Regions from separate parts of the Gossypium hirsutum genome. Here region 1 is linked to region 2. Evidence: chromatin contacts called from public Hi-C data. All regions are on one chromosome and are shown on one strand. The core of a region is the stretch at or near the end of the contact, and the rest is flanking DNA. Distances in the headings are between cores, read along the strand shown.

The links. A called contact is a pair of places that touch in the nucleus more often than the background predicts.
Region 1: a contact with region 2 is called in a Hi-C map of leaf, with 1.6 times the contacts expected there. The contact joins two enhancer-like sites. A contact is called at or near these places in 2 of 34 Hi-C or Micro-C datasets (both in leaf).

Annotation. Positions count from the first base shown.
Region 1 is chrA13:93,494,765-93,501,137 of Gossypium_hirsutum_v2.1, forward strand. It overlaps the pseudogene LOC107898599 and the pseudogene LOC107898597. Among protein-coding and RNA genes, the nearest start is that of LOC107898051, 21 kb to the right of the region's middle. Within about 2 kb of position 1,502, at least 6 of the 9 cell types and tissues checked have an H3K27ac peak or open chromatin away from gene starts, as enhancers often do. A contact at or near this core is called in leaf, where this site is marked.
Region 2 is chrA13:93,391,727-93,397,893 of Gossypium_hirsutum_v2.1, forward strand. No RefSeq gene overlaps it. Among protein-coding and RNA genes, the nearest start is that of LOC121212474, 25 kb to the right of the region's middle. Within about 2 kb of position 4,870, at least 9 of the 9 cell types and tissues checked have an H3K27ac peak or open chromatin away from gene starts, as enhancers often do. A contact at or near this core is called in leaf, where this site is marked.

The sequences.
Region 1 (6,373 bases), core at 252-2,751, 100 kb after region 2:
GAATACGATTCCCTGGCTAGATTGCTAGAGAACAAGTCATCATCTTTTGCACAGCTTGTAGCGGAGTACAGTATAAGATCAAAATGAAGTTGACTGGTCTAGATGGTGGAAAAAATCAGGTGTTAATTTTACATCTTCATGTAGAAGAGTCCAAGTGCTCATTAGGGCGAAAGCAACGCAGGATGTTTTGTACAAAACAATCCTTTCTTTTTTGCTTCCATAAACAGTTGTAGAAAATAATAAAGCATTGAGTCTTGTACGTTGTCAAAGACAGAGTTTCATGGAACGAAGTTAAAAGTGTTAGGAATCTAATAATGTTGTATAATCTCTTTTCATTTATAAAAGCTGTTTAAATATATATATATTTTAAATTTATTTAGGTAGACAAATCTTATTTAGTTAGATAAGTTTTATTAATATTTTAGAAATATTTTATTTTATCTTTTAGTAGTTTATTAGGATAAGGGATTAATAGTTTATTAAAATAACAGAATTATTTTCCCAATTATAAGTTTTATGCGGATTCACATTTCTTTCTCCAAATCTGTGATCTACATATTCTCTTGTTTAAAGCAAGATCTCCTTCTACGAAGTCAAAAGCATGCATGGGTGTAAAAGTTTCCTTCCCAGATAATGCATAAAAAAAGACAAAAAGGTATCTTATTTTAGATGATTCTTTATTTAAAGAAAAATCTCACTCAATCAAAATCTTAGCTTCACCCCGAGATATAAAAATATTCAGGGTCCTTTCCGACTGCATCAAGTAAGATTCCTTATTTTTTTATTATTTTTTGTTGTTGTTTGTTTGGACAAGTGATGAATTTTATCATCCAAAAAGAAGCATAATTCAGCTACAAAGTACATAAAAAAACCAACCAAAACAAATGAACAGATGAATAACTACCCCAAACATTATACGATCCCAGTCCCTACAAAGTTGAAAATTAACAGTATCAATCCTATCCTATTAATCAATTTCCCCCCTAAGTTGGAACCTTAGAATATCCTCTACATGCTGCAACATAAATTTGAACCTAGGAATTCACCAATTATCATGGATGTTTAGCAACGATCTCACAGGTGGTGAATAACCAAATTCCAATTTGGAAATGAATCTTTAGGATGCTTTCCTTTGACAAACTTACTTCTTCCTAGTGCACTGGACTGGTTACCAGGCATCCAAAATTGATGTCTTGCCGCCGATGTTTGAGCTATCCAAAATTTAAAAACAGTCCAAAATGCTTGAGGAAGAACATATCAAGTTGCCAACTTGGCTTACTCTTGAACTATGTTGAAAAACTTTATGCATAGTTACAAATTCTAGTTTTGGTTACTTGGCACTTGCTTCTTTGACTCACCATTATCCATTAGTACAACTGTTTTATATTCTCAGTTGTTCATATTAAAATTAATGTCATTTTCATATTCTATTCATGGTTTAATTTAATTGGATTGGAGTTCTGGATATTGCCAAATTCAAGCCATGTATGGTTTTCTACCACATATTTTCTGAAGTAGATAGAAAGCAGAGACTGGTAACTAAACTTCGGTTAGTATAGGGAGAGAGTTGTAATTGTAAAATCAATGGGGATTTTTTTTTTTTGGGGGGGGGTAAGTTTTGTGATTTTGCTTCACTCCTGCACTTACTGCAAGCAAAATCTTCCCTTTCACCAAAACCAAGCCTTCTCTGAAAGACCCCTTCTTAGAGTGATGAAGGGCCCACCCTTCCATGGGAATCCTCTTCATCCCAATAGAACACCTGAGAGTCCCTTTCTTTTTCTTTCTACTTCCATTCTTTGTTTAAACAAAATTTGATCCTTTTTTGGTTTAGAATATTATCTTATTCTTATTGATGGAAATGGCACTTGAATCTTTTTTTCTGAGCCAACCCAGTTTTATTTCTTCAACAAAGTCCTCACCTTTCAAGTTTTTTAATCGAAATTTGAAGTTCCCATCAAAGTTTTTATCCAAAATAAAGAATTGCCCAACTCCTCAATTCTCCAGCTTTCCCAATCCCCGAGTTTTCAAGTCCTTTGGATTGCCAAAAACCGGTTCTTCTGGAGATCAAACACATTTGGGGTTGTCAAGTGAAGAAAATGAACAGAAGTTGAGTTGGCTGAGAAAGGGAATTTTGGGGGCAATGGTTTGTGGTATTTTAATCCTTGGATGCAAAAGGGTGTTTGCTGTAGAAGAAGTGGTTAATGCTGGTTATGTGGTGATTGGGAAGTCCATGTTGCTGTTGAGAAATGCTTGGCCTAAGGCATCTATGATTCTGAAAGTATTCAAGGAGCAAGGTGTGGTTTTGACACTGCTTTTAGGTCTGTCTGCCTTCTTCTCAATGGCTGAGACTGCTATAACTACATTATGGCCCTGGAAGGTATTTATTTCTTTGACCCTGGATTTAATAGCTTTATACTTATTGAATGCATATTTCTGGTGAGTAATGCGGTTTCAGATTGTTGCAAGTTGGAAAGAATCTAGATGCTTCAGTCAATTTTACTGCTATCTTTTGAATATTTTCCCTTTCCTGATTGTTGTTTGATTTTCTTTGGTGACTTTTTGAATTTGGCTCAAGTTGATATAAATCAATTTTTGATTTGCTATGTCAGCTTTCCATATAAATTCCATATCGTATTATTATGGTGAATTGAGCTTCTTTAGTGATATTCATCTCTTCAAGATAGAATACAGGAAAACATTCGGAGTGTAAAGGGAGAAGAAAGGAGAGGCGGAGAGAGAACAAAGACAAGCAACTTTTTTTTTATAATCCATAGGAACAACATAAGGGCATCAGATAAATATTTTGAAAAATAGATTGCACTTTAATTTTTTAGTTAGAGAGGGCTGAAGTAGAAAATATCTGATGCAAGTTTTCTTCTTTGTATACTGGTTGTTTCTAGTTTGTCAGGTCATCAAGCCTTTAAGAAATCTATCATCCATTGATAATCTGATGTTAATCTGTCTCAGATACGTGAGCTGGCGGAAAAAGAGTCCGAAGATGGTGTGTTCAAAATGCTTCGTAGTGATGTAACTCGGTTTCTCACTACCATTCTTATAGGCACCACGTACTCCTCTTTCCTTACCATCACCTTGATATTTTCCGCTTCCATTTCTTTTCAGCTTAAGCTTCAAAGCATTTCTTATTGTAGATTGTGTTTATGTACTCAGTGCGTCCAATATTGGAGCAACCGCTTTAGTCACAGATGCTGCAACTGAAATATTTGGAGAAGCTGGTGTTAGTGCTGCAACTGGAGTAATGACTGTATGTTTCAGTATCCTGTTCTTTGATTTATTTTCATGTGTGTGTGCGGGTGGCATGCCTGCAAATCTTTGTTTCTATCTCATATCATGAATTTATGCTAAGTCAGTAAAAAAAATTACTCAGTTAACTTGTGGTTTGTTGCAAAATGACCATCCATGCAAACTGCGAATTGTGAGCTCACTAAAAAATGCGAGCTCACCCAACTTGAGAGCTTACCTGCGAGCTCTTCACACGGCAAGTTACTAGCTTGCACTGAAACAATAATAACTTTTTGATTAGACATTGTGGCAGTTGATTAGACTGAAATCAACCATGAAAAAGAAGTTTATATGAATCTAGTCACTAGATTAAGCTAAGTTGTAATTATTGTATTATTATTTTTTAGCTTATTTAAGCTTTCTTATTCCTGTAAACATTGCAATCAGTTTATAATAAAACAATAGCTAACAAGTTGATTCTTCTTAAAAAGAAATTATTCTTTTTGCCTCTGTTCCAATCTTTCCTTCATCAAATATCCAACAATTGGTATCAAGAATCACTTATCTTTGAGGGCTTATTTTCATAAAAATGTCTTCAGCAAACTTTACACCACCACCACCCCCTTATATTTACAGGAGAAAACTATCACATCTGGGTAGTAAAAATGAAAACCTATCTTCAAGCCTTTGATCTTTGGGAAGTCGCAAATGCTGAAATAAAACCACCAGTGTTGAGGCCAAATCTCAGACTTGCTCAAATGAAACAACACAGTGAGGAATGTGCCAAAAAACACAAGGCGATGTCTTGCCTATAAAACTGTGTTTCAGACGTGATAAGTTCAAGGAGGAGTTCCAAGGATCACAGAAGATAAAGCAGCAGCAGATGATCAATCTCAGACGAAATTTTGAAAACCTCAAGATGAAGGAAGCTGATACTGTGAAGCAATATGCGGATCGAATCATGGTAGTGGTGAACCAGATAAGACTAGTAGGTATTCAATTTTCGAATAGTTGAGAAGGTGATTATCACACTTTCTGAGAGATACGTATCAAATATATCCTCACTACAAGATTCAAGGGATCTATCAACGATCTTACTCTCAGAGGCAACCAATGCCCTAAATGCTATAAAACAAAGAAGGGCAAGCAGAGAAGAAGGACATGATGAAGGAGCTTTTCAAGCCAAAAATAGAGATGTGAGCTCCTTAAGTCAAAAAGATAAAAAGAGCTGGTTAGATAAGAAGGAGAAATCAAAGAAAGAAGGTGGAAAGAAAAAATATCCACCATGCTCACACTGCAAAAAGTTGGGGCATCCTGAGAAGTTTTACTGGTTCAGGCCTAACACTCAATGCAAAAATTGTAAACAATTTGACCATATAGAGAAAGTATGTAAAAAAAAGGGCATACTCAACAACAAAATGCTGAGGCACAGACAGCAGAAGTAAAAGGACTGATGTTCACAATTTCTTGCGAAGCCCAGCTCGCCACACCTTGCGAACTCTCCAGCAGAGTAAGAAATAATTGGCTAGTAGATACTGGTTGTACGAGTTTTATGACAGCAGATTCGAGCATCTTCAAGAATGTTGACAAAAGGTTCCACTCTAAGGTGAAAGTTGAAAATGACTAGTATACTGAAGCAGTTGGAAAGGGAGATGTTTCGATCAAAACTCCATCAGGTACTAAACTTGTCACAAATATTCTTTTAGTTCCTGACATAGACCAAAATTTGCTAAGTATAGGTCAACTGCTCGAGAAAAACTATTTTGTTGTATTCAAGGACAACAAATGTTTAATTCTTAATCTAAGTGGTTGCGAGCTCATATCAACAAAGATAACAGACAAAAGTTTTGCTATCAATTGGAACTTAGCAACTTCAGTAGCATATACCAACTCACTGGATGAAACAAAATTGTGGAAAAAAGAATGGGACATGTTGACTTCAAATCCTTAAATGTCCAAGATTAATTTGGTTGAAAATTTATCAAATATGGCTAATCATGATGATGTATGTAAGGTATGCCAACTTGGAAAATAGGTGAGATCTCCATTTCCTGCGAACACAGCATGGCGAGCTACTGAAAAATTACACTTAGTACATACTAACATTTGCGGACCCATGAAAACAAAGTCGCCAATGGAAGTAGGTACTTTGCGTTATTTATAGATGACAATACAAGGTTCTGTTGGGTGTACTTCATGAAGATCAAGTCCGAGGTGGCTGAAATCTTCTTTAAGTTTAAAGCCATGGTTGAAAACCAAAGTGATTACAAGCTCAAAATGGTAAGATCAGAAAATGGGGCAAAATACACCTCAGAAAAGTTTGAAAAATTCTGTAAAGAAACTAGTGTCCATCATCAACAGAGCAATGTGTACACTCCACAACAGAATGGTGTAAGTGAAAAAAAATAGAACTGTGATGAACATGGCTTACTGTTTACTATTTGAAGGTAAACTGCCAAATGATTTCTGAGTAGAAGCAGTAAATACTGCTATTTACCTGCTAAATAGACTACTTATTAAAGCGGTTGAAGGGAAGACATCATTTGAGGCCTGGTATGGTTTTAAACCTTTTGTTTCACATTTTAAAGTATTTGGTTGCACTTGTTTTGTTCATGTTCCAGAATAAAAAAAGAAGCAAGCTAGACAGTAGATCGCAGTCAGGGATATTTGTTGGATATTCTAGTGTTAAGAAAGGATACAAAATCTATAATCCTTTCACCAAGAAAGTGATCATAAGCAGAGATATGAAGTAGGATGAAAGAAAAATCTTAAATTGTACTACAACAGAGGAGATGTGTGAAGAAGGGAGTCCAAAACCTGATTTGCGAGCCACTGGGAACCAAAATGAAAATGATGTAGTTGATCAACAACCAGTATGAGGAACCAGGTCCATCACTGAAATCTATCAATAGTGTAATCTAGTGAAGCTAGAACCAGTCACTTTTGAAGAAGCTGCTCAAAAAGCTGAATGGCTATCAGTTATGAATGATGAAATCACCATGATAAAAAAAAATAAGACATGGGAGTTGGTAGATAGACCAATTGACAAGAAAGTAATTTGTGTTATATGGGTGTTCAGAACCAAAATGAATCCTGATGGATCAGTCACCATATATAAAGCAAGGTTGGTTGT
Region 2 (6,167 bases), core at 3,620-6,119:
TATATTATTTAATAATAGTATGCAAATTTTTAAAATTATACATAATAATAAATATTGAAGTAATATAAAATATAATAAAAATAATATAATGAATAATATATATAGTAAAATGATATAATATATTAAAAAATATATAAATAAAACATAGATAAATAATAATAATAAACAGCGCATAAGTAAAAATAATATATATAATAAATCATTTATATATATACATAATATTTATAGTAAAAATAAATAATATATAAAATATTTAAAATAAATTATACATGAAAAAAAATAGAAAGGACAAAAATTAAATGAAAACAAAGCTCTAGGGTAAAATTTAAAAATAAAAATAAAAAATCCTAATTGAAACACGCTATAAAGCTTGAGGGACTCATTGGGTAATTTGACCCTAATCCCAAAACGGTGTCGTTTCCCAAAATAAGTTTTATAATTGCAGCTAGGACCAAATTGCAACAAAAATAAAAGCTTAAGGCCAAATTAAAATAAAATAAAATGAAATTAAAAATGCAGAAGGATTAATTGGGCAATTTGCCCTTTAAATAAAAACGTGTGAATCCTAGCTTTGAAACAACGCCGTTTTGTAGCTTATAGTTTTAAGCAAAACGACGTCGTTTCTATGAGGCTACAAAAGCCAACTTTCAGTCTAAAAATCATTTTAAACTCGTCTTTTAAAAAAAACCAAAAAAACCTCTGAAAGAGGATTGAGGGCCAACCCTCTCGGAGCTCCGTCGAGCCTCCGTCCCTGGGTTCCCACGCCCCTACGCGCCGCCGTCAACTCTGCCACATACGGCGACCAGAAGCTGGAAAGCTTCATTTTTTGACGCGAATCCGGCTTTAAGTTTTTTCGTTTTATTTTACGGTATTTGTACGTATTTATAAAGAGAAAAAAATGAAATAATCACCTCTGTTTCTTTAATCCACTGCTGGTCTTTTATTGTATATATGTGTATATAAAAAAACCGTAGTCTTACATCGTTCTTGATTCGGGCTTTTATAGCCACTGAAAAAATATATTTACAATCTTGATTTTATTTCTTGCTATATTTGTTTCGTCTCTGCTGTTTCTTTCTCTTTTTACAGGTAACAGCGAGAAATCTGGTAGTGAATGTTCTGGCGTCGATTCGTGCGCCAATTACGGCGTGATATGGAGCCAGAGACACGGCGCCGATGAAGCCCACTGGAACGGTACGAGACGAAAGGGCGTGACGCTTGGGGTACTTGCGGCGTGAAGTTTCTGGAAACCCTAGGGTTTCCAGATTCGATTTAGGCATTGGTTCTCGCTAGTTTGGGTCTGGTTTGGGTATTTCGGCTATTGGGTTTTAGGTGTAACCGAGTATAGGGTTAATGGGTCCTGTGGGCTATGTAAATGGGCTAACAAATTTGGGTTTTGTAAATGGACTGTAAAACTTTTATTAATTTATTTAATTTTTGTTTTTTCTTTTATTTAGTTTTTTTATGGGCCCGGGAAAATTTGGGCTATTACACTGGAAACTCATCCTTCACTTGATACTTTGACTTTAACATATGAACCCAAAATGCTTCCTTGTCCGACACCAGTTTGAATCCCAGTTTAATTAAAAAGGATAAATTCTTATCGCGAAGTTTCCTTAGCCCTAAGCCTCCACACATTTTTGGTTGGCAGATAGACTCCCAACCAATCAGAGACATCTTTCTTTTCCTTTCAGAAGACCCCCAAATGAAATGTTTGACCAGACTTTCGATCTCATCGTGAGTTTTCCTAGGAATCATCATGGTTTGCATAAAGTAGCTAGGTATAGATAAAATGGACAGATTGTGCTAAATTAACATGCCCAGCTACCGAGAGCTTTTTGGCTTCCCAGTTTTGAAGTTTACTACAAACTTTCTCCACTACAAACTGAAGAGTACTGCTGGTAACCCTTTGATGAAAGAGAGGAACTCTAAGATAATGACCAAGATTATGGGCCTGCTGAAATCCAAATCTATTACTAATCATATTCACCGTAATTTCATCTACTCCTTTTGAGAAAAAGATGTTGGTCTTCCTCGCATTAACTTTATGCCCAGACAGCGCACAGAAATCATCCAGGATGGATTTTAAAACTTCACTATACCTTGAGTCAGCTTTACTAAATATAACCAAGCCATCTGTAAAAAATAAATGCGAGATAGTAGGCCCATTTCAAGATAAATGAATAGGGTTCCATTTACCTTCCGAAATAGCAAACTGAATTAAGTGGCCAAGCCACTCCATACAAAGAACAAAAAGGTAAGGGGAAAGAGGGCACCCTTGCTGGATTCCTCTTACGAGTCTGAATTTAGATAAAGGAACACCATTCCACATGACCTGAATAGAAGCATTAGAGATACAAGGCATAATAACATTGATAAGATAATCAGGGATACCTGCCGCTCAAAGGGAAGCTTCAATGAATTCTCATTTGACTCGTCATAAGCCTTTTCCAAGTTAATTTTAATAGCCATCCATTTACGATTCTTTTGACTCCTCATGTTATGGATCACCTCTTGAGAATAATAATATTCTCATTAATGTTCCTTCCAGCAATAAAACTAGCTTGTTCTGGAGCAATGATTTTAGGGAAAATAAGCTTGAATCGATTCGCGATAACCTTCATCGTTAACTTATAGAGAACAGAACACAGCTAATAGACCGAAAATGACTAAAATTTTTTGGATTCTGAATCTTTGGAATAAGAACAATAAGAGTATTATTTAGATCAGAATCAATAGGATTTCCATCAAAAACCTTCCGAACCCAATCACAAACCACTCTCCTAAAATGTCCTACTACTTCTGGAAAAACAACACATGAAAACCATCGCTGCTTTGGGCTTTCAACAGAGCCATATCAAGCATAGCCTTCTTAATCTCCTCATTTGTCACTAGCCTTTCCAAAAAATTGATACCAGCTGGATCAAGTTGAGGAAAACCGCTCTAAGGCAAATTTCCCATAGGTGCAGGAATATCTCTATACAGTTTTTGAAAAAACTTGTTAGCTTCATCTTTAATATCCTCAGATTCATAAATCCAATTACCATAAGAGTTTCGAATAGTAGTAATACGATTGTTTTTCCTCCTTATCAAAGTACAGGTACAAAAAAATTTCGTATTTCGGTCTCCAAATTTTAGCCAATCACATCTCGCTTTTTACTTCCACAGAAGTTCTTCATGATGCAAAACACCCTCGAGTTCTTGTCAGAGATACAAATCCACTTGATCAAGATGATGAGATCTAGAGAAATCTCTTAGCTTCTAAATATTAGCAATCCTTTTGAAAAGATCTTTCTTCCTAGCAAAGAGTTTACCATAAACATGTCTATTCCAATCCTTAAGATCTAAGGTGATCTTTCCAAGAGATTCAGACATATTACCAGAATAATCCCATTTTTCTTTTAAAAAGCTATCAAAATCTGGATGCTCAATCCAACCAATCAAAAACCTAAAGGGCCTTCCCCTAGGGAGGGAAATATTCGGATTCAAAGAAATGAGGAGGGGATGGTGATTTGACTTAATCTTAGGAAGATGTGTCACCATACAGTTAGGAAAATTTTGAAGCCAGATTTCATTAGCCAAAGCACGGTCAAGCCTTTCAAACAAAGCTCCCCTATGTTAGGTGAAAGGAGGCCCCCTGAAGCCCAAGTCATAAAGCTCAGCTAAATCAACAAAATTACCAAAATGAGGGCATCTCTTACCCCTAGATAGACTCCCAGATTTCTCAGAAGTGGAGAGAATTGCGTTGAAATCTCCGACAGCAATCCAAGGGCTCTGACCTAAAGGAATGGACTTTCTTAACTCGCTCCAGAGAAATTGACGCCTTTGTCTATTGGGACTGCCATAAACAAAAGCGATGAAAATAGGAAATGGCAAGGATAAGGACCAAACCCGAGATAGAATAAATTACGGGTGACTGTGGATCACTTCAAGACGGATAGAATCCTTTCATCCTATCCAAATGCCCCCTGAGTAGCCAATTGCTTCCGCGTGGTGGGAATACTAAAACCCCAACTTGGCAATTATACTGCCAGCCTTGGTTCCACTAACTCTTGGTTCAAGCAAGCTTATAATATCCGGTTTATACTCCGTGTTATATTCCCGAAAAATGTGGGGGAATTTAACATTTGCACAACCCTGACAATTCTATGAAAAGATAGATATATTCATTAGAAAAAAATTAGGAAAGATTAGGGAAACATGCCTTATCATTCAAGGCCGGTGTTATTATCTGACATGGTCCCTGTACCATTAGCCTCAGCATTCGATGCCTCATTAAAAATTTGAGATGATAATAATTCTGCCATAGACTCCATAGTTTCAGCTAAGGGAACACGCAAGCTTCCAGAAGAGTTAAAGAGGTTCTCTCGACCTCGTAGAGCAAAATAAGTTCTTCGAGTGCTTCGATTCCCCTTGTTATTCCCCTTGCCTCTTCGATTTTTGGAAACATTTGAATTCGGCTCCAGGTTTGAATCCAAAATCTCTATCGTCCTCGAATCCGAATTATCCTATTGAGTTAAAAATTTATTAAAACTAACAGCAGAGTGCTTACCTGGGTCGAGGGTATTGTCTGAAATAGGAACAATAAATCCCTCAGATTCATCAAAAACAGGATTATAGTGCAGTTTTATTTTTTCTAAAATTTCAGCTTCGTTATTTCCTTGGGTTGTAACCTCCAGAGATCCTTGGTTAGAAGCACCATCCAAATAAATTGATTTTGGATTAACCTTCTACTGGCCTGTCGAAATAGAGATAGTTGAGTTAGAATTGGTAGAATTAATAATAGGTCCCCCCATTATTTCCCACTGCCCCATTCAGCCCCATAGGCCTTTTCCCTAAGCTTTTGTCAAGATAAGTTTTAGAATTTTGGCCTAGTGACTCCTTTTCCTTATTGGCTGAATTTCTACTTAGATTAGACCTTTTAGAAAGGCCCATCCCCTTGTTCAAACTTTGGCCTGATTTCTCCATCGAATTACCAGCCCTATTAAAATCTCTAACATTCCTATTTATTGTCCTATCAGCCACTTTATCCCCTTTTCCACTTTTTAAAAACCCTCCATTCACCAGCGCCAAATCAACCCCCAAGTCTTCCTCCCCTAAAAGCGCCGAAAACCTAGATCCAGTTTCCTTCTTTTCATAAGTCACCGGATTTTCCTTGTTAGACTCACGCTTTTCTCACTGTGAAGGTCTCCTCTCCACCACCATCCATGGCTCAAAATCTGGCCCTTTCACTTTGCCATCTGAACCGGAATTTCCTCCATTCGAGCTCTCATACGGAAGAGATCCCTCCCTAACCATCGGCATATCCTGAGAAGCCTCCGTTAATTTTTCCACATCTGAGGAGTTCTGATTCAACACAACTGAGGTACACATTTCTTTGACATGACCATATTTGCCACACTCAAAACAAACGGTCAGTAAAGCCTCATATTCAACTCGTTGAATAAGGCTGGCAATTAAAACTTGTGAGGTCAATGGTCTATCCAGGTTAATGTAGACGGCTAATCTTGCATATCGCCCCCTGATTTGGTTGTCCGTCTGAGTATCCAGCTTGACGACTTTCCCAATGAGGCCCCCAATTACCTCAATAATCTTCCTTTTATCCAGATGTCCCGGTAGATTTGGCAGGCGAATCCAAGTCAAGACTACACTCGGTTAAGGTTGCAAAGGATTGAAATATCTAGACCAGGGTTGCACGGTCAGATACTAGCCGTAAACTGTCCATGGACCCTGAGACAATGCCTTGTTATAATCACCTGTATCTTGAAATTTCACCAAAAAGTACCCGTTAGCGATATCCATTAAACGAATAGAATGAATTGGTTTCCAAAGAAAAAGAATACGATTATAAAGAGCATTGTATCCAATGTTTCTCCCTAAAAGTTTGACGATAACCATCAGTTCCATTTCTTTGAAAAAGATCTCCTTGATCCGGCTCAAAAATTCAATAGCAGGAATCCCATCAATGATGGAAGTATTAACATCTCCTTCCAATAATTCGAAATCATTGTCATTCCCCTCAGTCGTCATGACACGATCTGAAGTAGGCGCATCAACATGATTCCCCAGAAGTTTGTCTTTCCATGAAATAATCTGTTGTGGTTCAGGATCCACAGCCATAGAGATGTCTTCTTCAACCACAGAATCTTTAAATCTCACTTTTTTTG